Regions from separate parts of the Sus scrofa genome. Here regions 2 and 3 are each linked to region 1. Evidence: chromatin contacts called from public HiChIP or PLAC-seq data. All regions are on one chromosome and are shown on one strand. The core of a region is the stretch at or near the end of the contact, and the rest is flanking DNA. Distances in the headings are between cores, read along the strand shown.

What was found. HiChIP or PLAC-seq counts read pairs in DNA pulled down with a chosen protein or histone mark.
Region 2: an H3K27ac HiChIP or PLAC-seq map of skeletal muscle shows a contact between it and region 1. The contact joins the promoter of PPP1R14B here to the promoter of BAD in region 1. A contact is called at or near these places in 1 of 5 promoter capture datasets (fetal liver), 12 of 47 Hi-C or Micro-C datasets (brain, embryonic fibroblasts, fetal liver and 5 more) and 2 of 2 datasets of contacts at active chromatin or transcription factors (alveolar macrophages and skeletal muscle).
Region 3: a contact with region 1 is called in an H3K27ac HiChIP or PLAC-seq map of alveolar macrophages. The contact joins the promoter of CCDC88B here to the promoter of BAD in region 1. A contact is called at or near these places in 1 of 5 promoter capture datasets (liver), 1 of 47 Hi-C or Micro-C datasets (embryonic fibroblasts) and 1 of 2 datasets of contacts at active chromatin or transcription factors (alveolar macrophages).

The regions. Positions count from the first base shown.
Region 1 is chr2:7,829,352-7,832,550 of Sscrofa11.1, forward strand. BAD (bcl2-associated agonist of cell death) reads left to right here and starts at 1,841. Exons shown (of 5, transcript XM_021082883.1): 1 at 1,841-2,020; 2 at 2,114-2,206; 3 at 2,209-2,307. The coding sequence starts at 2,122. It overlaps GPR137 (integral membrane protein GPR137), which reads right to left and starts at 1,659. Exons shown (of 8, transcript XM_003122592.6): 1 at 1,140-1,659; 2 at 1-10.
Region 2 is chr2:7,863,998-7,866,780 of Sscrofa11.1, forward strand. PPP1R14B (protein phosphatase 1 regulatory inhibitor subunit 14B) reads left to right here and starts at 1,448. Exons shown (of 4, transcript NM_214115.1): 1 at 1,448-1,714. The coding sequence starts at 1,457.
Region 3 is chr2:7,783,034-7,786,091 of Sscrofa11.1, forward strand. It overlaps CCDC88B (coiled-coil domain-containing protein 88B), which reads right to left and starts at 1,592. Exons shown (of 31, transcript XM_021082875.1): 1 at 757-1,592; 2 at 332-474; 3 at 157-170; 4 at 60-154. The coding sequence starts at 1,182. LOC110259241 (a long non-coding RNA gene) reads left to right here and starts at 928. Exons shown (of 3, transcript XR_002341448.1): 1 at 928-1,106.

The DNA of each region.
Region 1 (3,199 bases), core at 591-3,090:
GGAGGGAGGCCTGAATCCAGGAGACAGAGATGGAGGGGCTGGCAGGGGGCCAGGGAAATAAATACGGAGGGGTGGGAGGTGTCGGGTGCAGAGACAGAGATGGGGAGCTCAGGCGGAAAGAAGTTGTGGCTGGCCAGGCCCTCCCCCTCAACAGAGGAACCCTTGCCTTTGCCGAGCACAGGCAACCGGGGTCCCTCACTCAGAGGTGTGGAAGGACAGACAGCCTTTCCTCTCCCCGGCGGAGCGGGGGTGGGGAGGTGGGGAGTCTCCTGCCTGGACCAGTCTCAGAGCCGGGTGTGGGGGCTGGGGGTGCAGAGGCTAAAGGAGAGGGGTCCCTGGCCTTAGTCGCTGGAGTCGTCCTGGCAGGAGGGGGAGAGCCGGCCAAAGCCAGTCAGCTCAGGGCTGCGGCCGCTGCGGGGGGCGCTCAACGCCCGGCTCTCCCCCTCCCCAAACTGGGGGGCTCTCTCCCCTCCAACAATCCGGAAAGGGAGGGCCTCCGCCTTCAGTCCTCGGAATTCCGGACGCTGGCCCACCGCACCACCCCACACTGCGTCCACTCTGCAGCCGTAGGGGGCGGAAGGAGGCCGACGCCGGATCTTCAAGCCGCCGCTGGAGGAGCGGGCTCCGGTCGCTGGGACCCGGGGCTCCGGCTCCCCGGCTCCCGCGGCTCCGCCCCCTCCTGCGCCTGCGCGGGCGCCGTCCGCTACGCAAATTGCTCAGGAGTCTGGCCCCTGCTCCGCAGCCCCGCGCCGCACCCGACGCGGAGCTGTTCCGAGAATTGGCGCGAGCTGCGCGGGCGGCGGGCGCCAGGGGTTACGAGAGGCGGCGGGCGGCCGTGACGCTCGGGCCACGCCGCATCCGGCCGGCGCCCGGGTGGGCCGTGCCCCGGGCCACCGGCCTTTGCCTGGTTAGGGGGCCGCCAGTTCCCATGTTTCGCTTCTCCATCCCCAAATCGACATCCTGCTGCCCGACCTGGGGCGGTAACGACTTCCCTTCACCCGGGCTCTGAAGGAAACTTCCGCCCGCAGCCAAGATGGCCTCCGGGACCCGCCCCCGGGCCTTAACCCGCGGGGCCCCGGGGCCCCGCAGCCCGCGCGAGCCCGCCCGCCCGCGCCCTGGCCGGCGGCGGTCCCGCTCACCTGGCCAGCCGCTTGCCAGGCGCAAGGCCCCGCCAGTCCTATGGTCCCCCCTCACAGGGGCCCCGGCCATTTCTCCGCCGGGGACGTCATCCCGCCAGGGTGGAGGCCCCCTCGCTTATCTCGAGTGCTCCCGAGCTGGCGCGAGGAGTGGCGCCCCTGACGCGGGCGGTGCGAGCTTTCCACTGCGGGGAGGAGGAAGGGGGACTTCCCGAGCCGATCACCCGGTTCAGACGGAGCAGTGACACCTCAACAACCGTTGCATCCGACGGCCGAGCTTCAATTACGGCTTGTGTTTTCACCCACAGTAATCACCACTCTGTTTACAAGGATCACTGGCTCCTGAGGGAGGTGTCATTATCCGCATTTTACAAGGGTGGGGACTAAGGCCCAGAGGAGCCGAAGGACTTGTCAGTAGGAGCTGGTCCCCAAATGGGCATCCCAGAAAATCCCTCATCTGCTTCCACACACACCCAAGGAATAAGGAAGTCCGGAGCTGAACCAGGGACCCCGGAGGAAGGCGGTGGGCGGGGCCGGAGCCGTAGCGGCCCCGCCTGCTGACCTAGCTAGTGACATTTCGAGAGCTGATTGGGCCGGGTCAGTGACAGTTGCCGTTGCCCAGGCAACTAGGGCTGGGCTCCTTTAGTGCCAGAGGGAGGGGACAGGCCCCAATTAGGGGCCTTGAGATCGGGCTTGGGGTGAGACCTGTGTGCCGTGACGACGGGGCGGGTCTGGCCCGAGGCCTGGGTAGAGGCCTGGGGCTGCTCTGCAGCCTCAGAGCTCTGAGAGATTTAGATCTTGGGTGGATACGCTGAGCTTCCTACCAGGCCAGACTCAACCGAGGGATGGGGGCCTGGGAGGCAGGGAGGACCTGGGGCTTGGAGGTGGGAGAGGGAGCCAGGGGTACCTGTGCCCCAACCAGCTGGCCAGCCTTTGCCACAGCTGGGTCCTAACTACCTGCCGTCTTGCCCTTACAGCCCAGAGCATGTTCCAGATCCCAGAGTTTGAGCAGAGTGAGCAGGAAGACTCCAGCCCTGCAGACAGGGGCCTGGGCCCCAGCCCCACAGGGACAGACCCCCAGGCCCCAGCAAGCCCTGGCGCACGGCCCCAGGCCACCTGGGGGAAGCTGGTCACCAGCAGGGGCAGCCGGCCAGCAGCAGCCACCATGGAGGTAGGCACCCCCATCCCAACAACCACCTGCCTGTCCACCTTGCCTCTGGCTTGGGAGCTCCCTGCACCCCAGCCACGTCCCCCCTCACTGGGTGGCTTTGAGGGGGTCCCTAACCTCTCTGCACCTTAGTTTCCTCTTCTGTAAATCGGAGTAATTAGTCACTACTGTTGTTGGCAGGATTACCAGGAATACCTAAGAGACACTTAATTATAGAGCTGATGCTTAGTAAGTGGTCAAAGTATGTAACTATTAGTGTAGGACCAGGACAGAATCCCTGAGAGGCAGCCCAAAAGGGGAAGTGACTTGCCTAAGGCCACACACATTTCTTGTGGTATAGCTGGGCCAGGAGACTCCACAGTGCCCTGCCCCAGGCTATCACTTTCCCCTGGATTGGGACTTCTAGCCCCCAGGTATGTTCAGTTACCAGGGCCGGGTGACCCCCAAGAAGCAGACAGCCCTACCGGCAGCAGGTCTGTGTGGGACTGGGGAGGCCTAGGCTGTCCTGGTCCCCCTAGGAAGAGGATCCAGCGCTGAGATGGAAGGATGAGCACTGGAGGGCAGCAGTGGCCACTGCTCAGTAGTCCCCACCTCCCCGGTGCCTTGCCCAAGGCTTGGCACCTGGAGCAACCACAGAGATCTTCCGAAAACAAAGCGCGGGTCCCTCGCCTGCTGAGGCTGAAACCATGCCCTCCTCCTTTTCAGGAGCAGGACGGCTTATTAAGGCCCCCGCCCCAGCCTGCTGTCTGGGGCTGAACTCCTCCGGCTTTCTTTAACTTCCTGATCTTTGCAGTTGCTGTTTTTCTGCTTGGAACAGCTTTCCACCACCTACATAGCTGTCCCTTCTCACCCTCTGTATCAGGTGCTTAGTGTGTGCTACATGCTGTCCCAGCCG
Region 2 (2,783 bases), core at 198-2,697, 34 kb after region 1:
AGTTATCAAACACTTACCACTAGTCCCTTCTAGGTGCTGAGATTTCAGCAAGAATCTGGTGATTTGCTGGATACGCGTGGGTGTGAAGCCCAGCAGGCTCGCTCAGTCATGGGCATCAGCAGTAAACAAGGCCAGGCAGATCCTAGCCTCATGGAGCTCACAATCAAGATATGGGAGACAGACAATGAACAAATGACTGAGAGAGACTATTCAAAGATATAGACAATCCAACCCGGTGTGGGGATGAGATGCACGGTCTGCATAAAGGCCAGGTAAGGGGCCTGTGAGATCTGAAGGACAGAAGTCACAGGGCGAAGATCTTCAGGAGAGCAAGGTGCCCTCATGCTGGAACCGACTATGTGGAACCAACTGTAGGAATTCTTATTAGCATGTTTATTACTATCTTTGTTTTGGTACCGGCTCCCCATTTCCAGCTCTTTACGCTGCAGCTTGTAAACACAGAGGTTGCTGGATGCGGGGGACCGCGCCCTGTGAAAGACACCAGCCCTGGTGGGGGGCGCTGCAAAGGAGTTCGGCGCTTCCCCGCCCCGGTTCCGCCGCGGGGGAGGGGCAGACATGCGGAGCCGAACCCTGTGAACTACATTTCCCATAATTCGTTCCCCGCCATCTTGGCCGGTGGGCGGTGGCTGCCTGGGGTCTGGACCTTCGAGTCACCAGGCCGGCACAGCTCACCCCCAACCCAGGCCTCCTTCGTGGGGAGGTGCAGAACCCAGACGAGTAGGGTGTCCCGTGACCTGGGCAGCTCCTGTCGCCTTCTCCACTCCTCTACCCCCGGGAACCCGGTCCACGTGTCTGTCCGACTCTGCCCCCAGTTGGCCAAGAGCCGGAGCACCCAAAAGTCGGGAGCTCCCACGTCTCTCCCTTGGACCTCTGCCCTGTGCGCGATGCTCACTATCTGCCCCCCATTTTCAGACGGCCCCTGTTTTTGCTTCAATGAGGACAGTACAGTAGGGACCCCGCAGGGGTGCAAATCCTGGTACAGGAAGGTTAAAAGGGGCAGGAAGGTTAAAAGGGTGAGCGGACAGCTAGGTCCAAATCTCTAGAGACTAGACCCTCCCCCAGCCCCTGTCCCGGAGCGGGGTAGTGGTGAGGGGCCCGCTTCAGGACTGGCCCTTTAAGGGGGTGTGGTCGGGGGGCGGGGGAAGCGATCGAGACAGAGAAAGCTGCTTCGGCGGCGGCGGCTCGGGCGGCGGCCGCGGGGGACAAAGGGCGGGCGGATCGGAGGGGAGGGGGCGGGGCGCGGCCAGGCCAGGCCCGGGGGCTCCGCATGCTGCAGCTGCCCCCGGGCACCCCCGCCGCCGCCCTCGCCGCGGAGCTGCGCGGAGTGGAGCTCGAGACCTAACCCGAGCCAGCGGCCCGGAGCCAGCCGGCGGGCGTCCCGGAGGCGGCGGCGCAGGGAGGGGCCGGACGCTCGCACGTGGCCCCGGCGGCCGCCATGGCGGACAGCGGCCCCGCGGGGGGCGCGGCGTTGGCGGCCCCGGCCCCGGGGCCGGGCAGTGGTGGCGCAGGGCCCCGCGTCTACTTTCAGAGCCCCCCTGGGGCAGCGGGCGAGGGTCCGGGAGGCGCGGACGACGAGGGCCCAGTGAGACGCCAAGGGAAGGTCACGGTCAAGTACGACCGCAAGGAGCTACGGAAGCGCCTCAACCTGGAGGAGTGGATCCTGGAGCAGCTCACTCGCCTCTACGACTGCCAGGTGTGTCCCCCAGCCTGCGTCGACACCCTAAAATCGGTCCTGATCCGGGCCGCCTGGGATCCCCACCTTGAGCGCGCCTGTCACCGGGAGTCAATGGGCGTGCGCTCCCCTCCTCTCGGACTCCCCGCCCCCAATGTATGCTTTCTTGTCTGACCTAAGTCACTCCTTTCTTATCCGCTGCTTCAGACGCTGTCTCTTTTAATGTCACTCACTACCTGGTCAAGCTTGGGGTCCTTTAGAAGCCTCAAGGGATAGCCTGGGAAGTGGACAGGAGAGGCGAGCTAGCCTGGCTGGCAGTGGAAGGAGGTCTGCCTATTGCCTGTTAGCCTAGACTGATTAAAAGGCATCAGCCTGGTTGCTGGGGGTACGGGTGTTTCCTATTCTAATGGGCTAACCTGGAGCTTCTTGGCATGGGGGCAGGCTAGCCCACTCTCTGCGGTCTGGTTCTCCACCCCATGACTCCTTCCTTGCTCAAATGGTGACTCAGGCCCCTGAGGGGCAGGGTGGAGGAGTGGGCTTGTCCTGTGCTGCCTACCCTAGCCCAGCCCTGGAATGCAGCTGGCTCCAGACAGGAGAGATGCTTCCTGGGGGGGAGGGGTGGCAAGCACCCCCTCCCTCAGCAAAGCATGGGCTCTTTGTTTCCCTTTTACCAGGCTTGGGTCCTTCTCAGTGACCCCTCACCCTTCACTTCCTCCTCACTCCCGGGAAGCTGTGACAGGTGTTTGGGGGAGGGGAAGGGGCTGTGATGAGCTGGGACAGCTGGCCCCACCTGTGTTCTTTTTGAAATGGGGGGCCCGGAAGTTGGGAAGACACATCTGCAGGGTTCCCAGCCCAGGATCCCAGTCCTAGCTGTCTGGCACCCAGGGTGTCCAACGGGCAGAGACAGGAAGCTCCCCCCTAGCCCCCCCATTGGGCAGTTTGCCTTGGCACGGGCCTGATCTGTTTTCTTCCTCAGAGCAGCTGCCGCTGTCTGCTGGGCAAAGAGGGCTGGCTCCTCTGCAGCAGGGCAGGGGCCTCAGCCAGCGAGCCTGTCTCACCGAACTCAGGCTCTTCCTTGTCTCTCCCTCCT
Region 3 (3,058 bases), core at 342-2,841, 47 kb before region 1:
GGGGGGGGGGCGGGGGGGGGCGGGGGGGGTCCCAGGCTCGGCCTCCCCAGATCCCTCACCTGGTAGAAGTCCCTCAGTCGGCTCCACAGGTGGTTCAGGTTCCACACCCGCCAGGCTACGGGCCCCTCATGGCCTCTGGTCATTCGAGGGCCCCTCGGGAGCTAGGGGCACTGTGGGCACAGGTAGGTGATAGATGGGAGGGAAAATCCAGGACCCGCCTCCCCTAAACCAGGCTCTGCCCACCGCCCCTCAGGCTCCTCCCACCAGGATGCCAGGCCCCCTCCCTCAAACCCCTAGGGAGCTGCCGGGGTCATTCTCTTGTGCCCCTTACATGATGCCCAGCACCCGGAGAAGCAGGGCCCCATCGCTGAGACGCAAGAACCTCTTCTCCGGACAAAGGGGCCCATCTCCTTCCTCCTCTGCTTCCCCCTCTGGCTCCTCAGCCTCCCCCACCAGCCCAGCCAGTCCCAGCGCCTGTGGGAACAGAAAGGAGTCAGCTGGCCTGGGTGGGAGCCCTCCACCAGCTGAGCGACTCCCGAGAGCCTCTGACCTGCCCCCGAGCCCACGCAGCCCCTCCTCACCAGTTCCCTGAATGCCAGTGGCCCGGGGTCTGGACCCCTTTCCCTGCCCCTCCATCCTCGGTTGAGCCCACCCCTCTCCTCCAGGCCCCCTCTGCCCCGCTCCTCCCCACCCCCACACCAGCCCCTCCCAGCTGCTCACTTCCCCTCCCCAGCCCCCCTCCCCCTGCCCCCTCACCCAGGTGGCCAGGCTCCCACTGAGGAAGTCTCTGATCCTGGGCCCCTTGCCCCCATCCATGACGGGGTCAGGGTGTTGGTCCTGTTGTGGCAGCTGCACCTGCCGTGAGAGGAAGAGGAAGTCCCCGGGTGGGGATCCCGGCCCCAGCCACAGACACCCTGTGCAGCTAGCTTCCTCCTTCCGGGTGCTGGCAGGCCGTGCACCCCCAGGCTCCTGCTTCGCCACCCTGCCTCCGCCCCCACCACTCCACATCCTCCCAGCATCTCCGACAGTGCTGGCCCAGGGATTAGCAGTAGGGTCAGGGCTCCCCAGGAGCAAGGCCCACGGCTCTCCTGGCTCCATGGACAAGGGTAGGTGAGTCCTTCCCCTCCCTGGGCCTCCTTTGCCCAACTTGAAACCCGCGAGGGCCACTTCGGCCTTGTACATTTCAGGGCCTTTGCAGGGGCTCCAGGCCTCACATGGTGCGTCTAGGTGCCCACACCTGCCTCTTCTGATCTGCCCGGCTCCCCTCTCCCTCTGTTGCTCCTCAAACTTATCCCAAACACCCTCCCAACCCGTGAAGCTGGGAGATGCCACCCCCCGCAGCAGACCCCCTCTGAGCCCTCACCAGAGGGGCTACCCCCCCCTTATTCTCTATACACTGGACAGAGACAGGACATCTGGCCTGGGGGCTAGGGACCTCACAGGTCTCTCTTTCCTGTCTGTAAAAAAAGCGGGTTGGAATCCAGCCTCTGAGGGAAGCAGTTTGATGCAGAGACCAGAGACATGCCTCATGGACAAACCAGGAGGCCAGGAGGACACCCCGCAGCTCACTATGAGGCTCCGTGTGGGCCGCCGTGCTGGGTACTGAGATGCGGTAAAAAGCCACATAGTCCCTGCCCCCATGGGTGCACAGTACCCTGGGGAGGCAGCTATGCAAATCACACACACACACACACACACACACACACACACACACACACAATGTAACACTGCAGCTGTGCTACAGGCATTGACAGGGAGGGCGCTTGACGGCAGGGGGATGATCAGGAAGGGCAGGGGGAGGGCGGCTGACATGAAGCTGAGATTGGGAGGACCGGGTTACCTGGGCAAAGCGGGGAAGAGAGAAGGACATCCAAGCAGCTGCAACAGATAGTGCAAGGCCTCAGCTGGAAGCACGGCCAGCGTAAAGCCCAGACATTATTCATGTTTCATCGATTCCCACTTTTTTGTTGTTTGTTTGTTTTTTGTTTGTTTGTTGAGGGCCACACCTGCGGCATATGGAAGTTCCCAGGCTAGGGGTCAAATTGGAACTACAGTTGCTGGCCTACACCACAGCCACAGCAACGCCAGACCCAAGCCACATTTGCGACCTACACCGCAGCTCATGGTAATACCAGATCCTTAACCCACTGATCTAGGCCAAGGATCAAACCCAAGTCCTCATGGATACTAGTCAGGCTCATTACCACTGAGCCACAATAGAAACTCACTCCCACTTTATTTTCATTATTATTCTTTTTTTTTTTTTTTTTTTTGTCTTTTTGTCTTTTGTTGTTGTTGTTGTTGCTATTTCTTGGGCCGCTCCCTCGGCATATGGAGGTTCCCAGGCTAGGGGTTGAATCGGAGCTGTAGCCACCGGCCTATGCCAGAGCCACAGCAACGCGGGATCCGAGCCGCGTCTGCAACCTACACCACAGCTCACGGCAACGCCGGATCGTTAACCCACTGAGCAAGGGCAGGGACCGAACCCGCAACCTCATGGTTCCTAGTCGGATTCGTTAACCACTGCGCCACGATGGGAACTCCCTCTTTTTTTTTTTTTTTTTTGGCCCAGCCTATGGCATGCAGAAATTCCCAGGCCAGGGATCGAACCCTAGCTACAGCAGTGACGATGCTGGATCCTTAACCACTAAGCCACCAGGGACCTCCCCAGACACTTTATTTCTCACATGGATAAATCTCTGAAGTCAAGTTGCACGGCAGAATTGCTGGCTGGCTGGCAGCTGTCCTGACATTGTTGTCATTGCTTGCACGTGCCCACACTTCAAAAGCATCAAACCCTTCAGAAAGGGCATCAGCAGCTTGGAAGAGGAGCCCAGAGGAAAGAGCAGAGCACTCTTAACCCCAAGACCCAATGGTGGGAGCCCCCCTGTGGCAGGGAGTGGGGTGGGATGGGGGCGGGCGGCGGAAAGCAGACTTGTCAGCAATGCTCCCAAAGCAGAAACCCAGAGTCAGGGGGCTCTGCAGGCCTGCAAAGCGGGCTTCGGACTCCCATGGCTGCTGGTGGGTTTAGGGTTGTCTTATGAATTGTTGGGGAGGA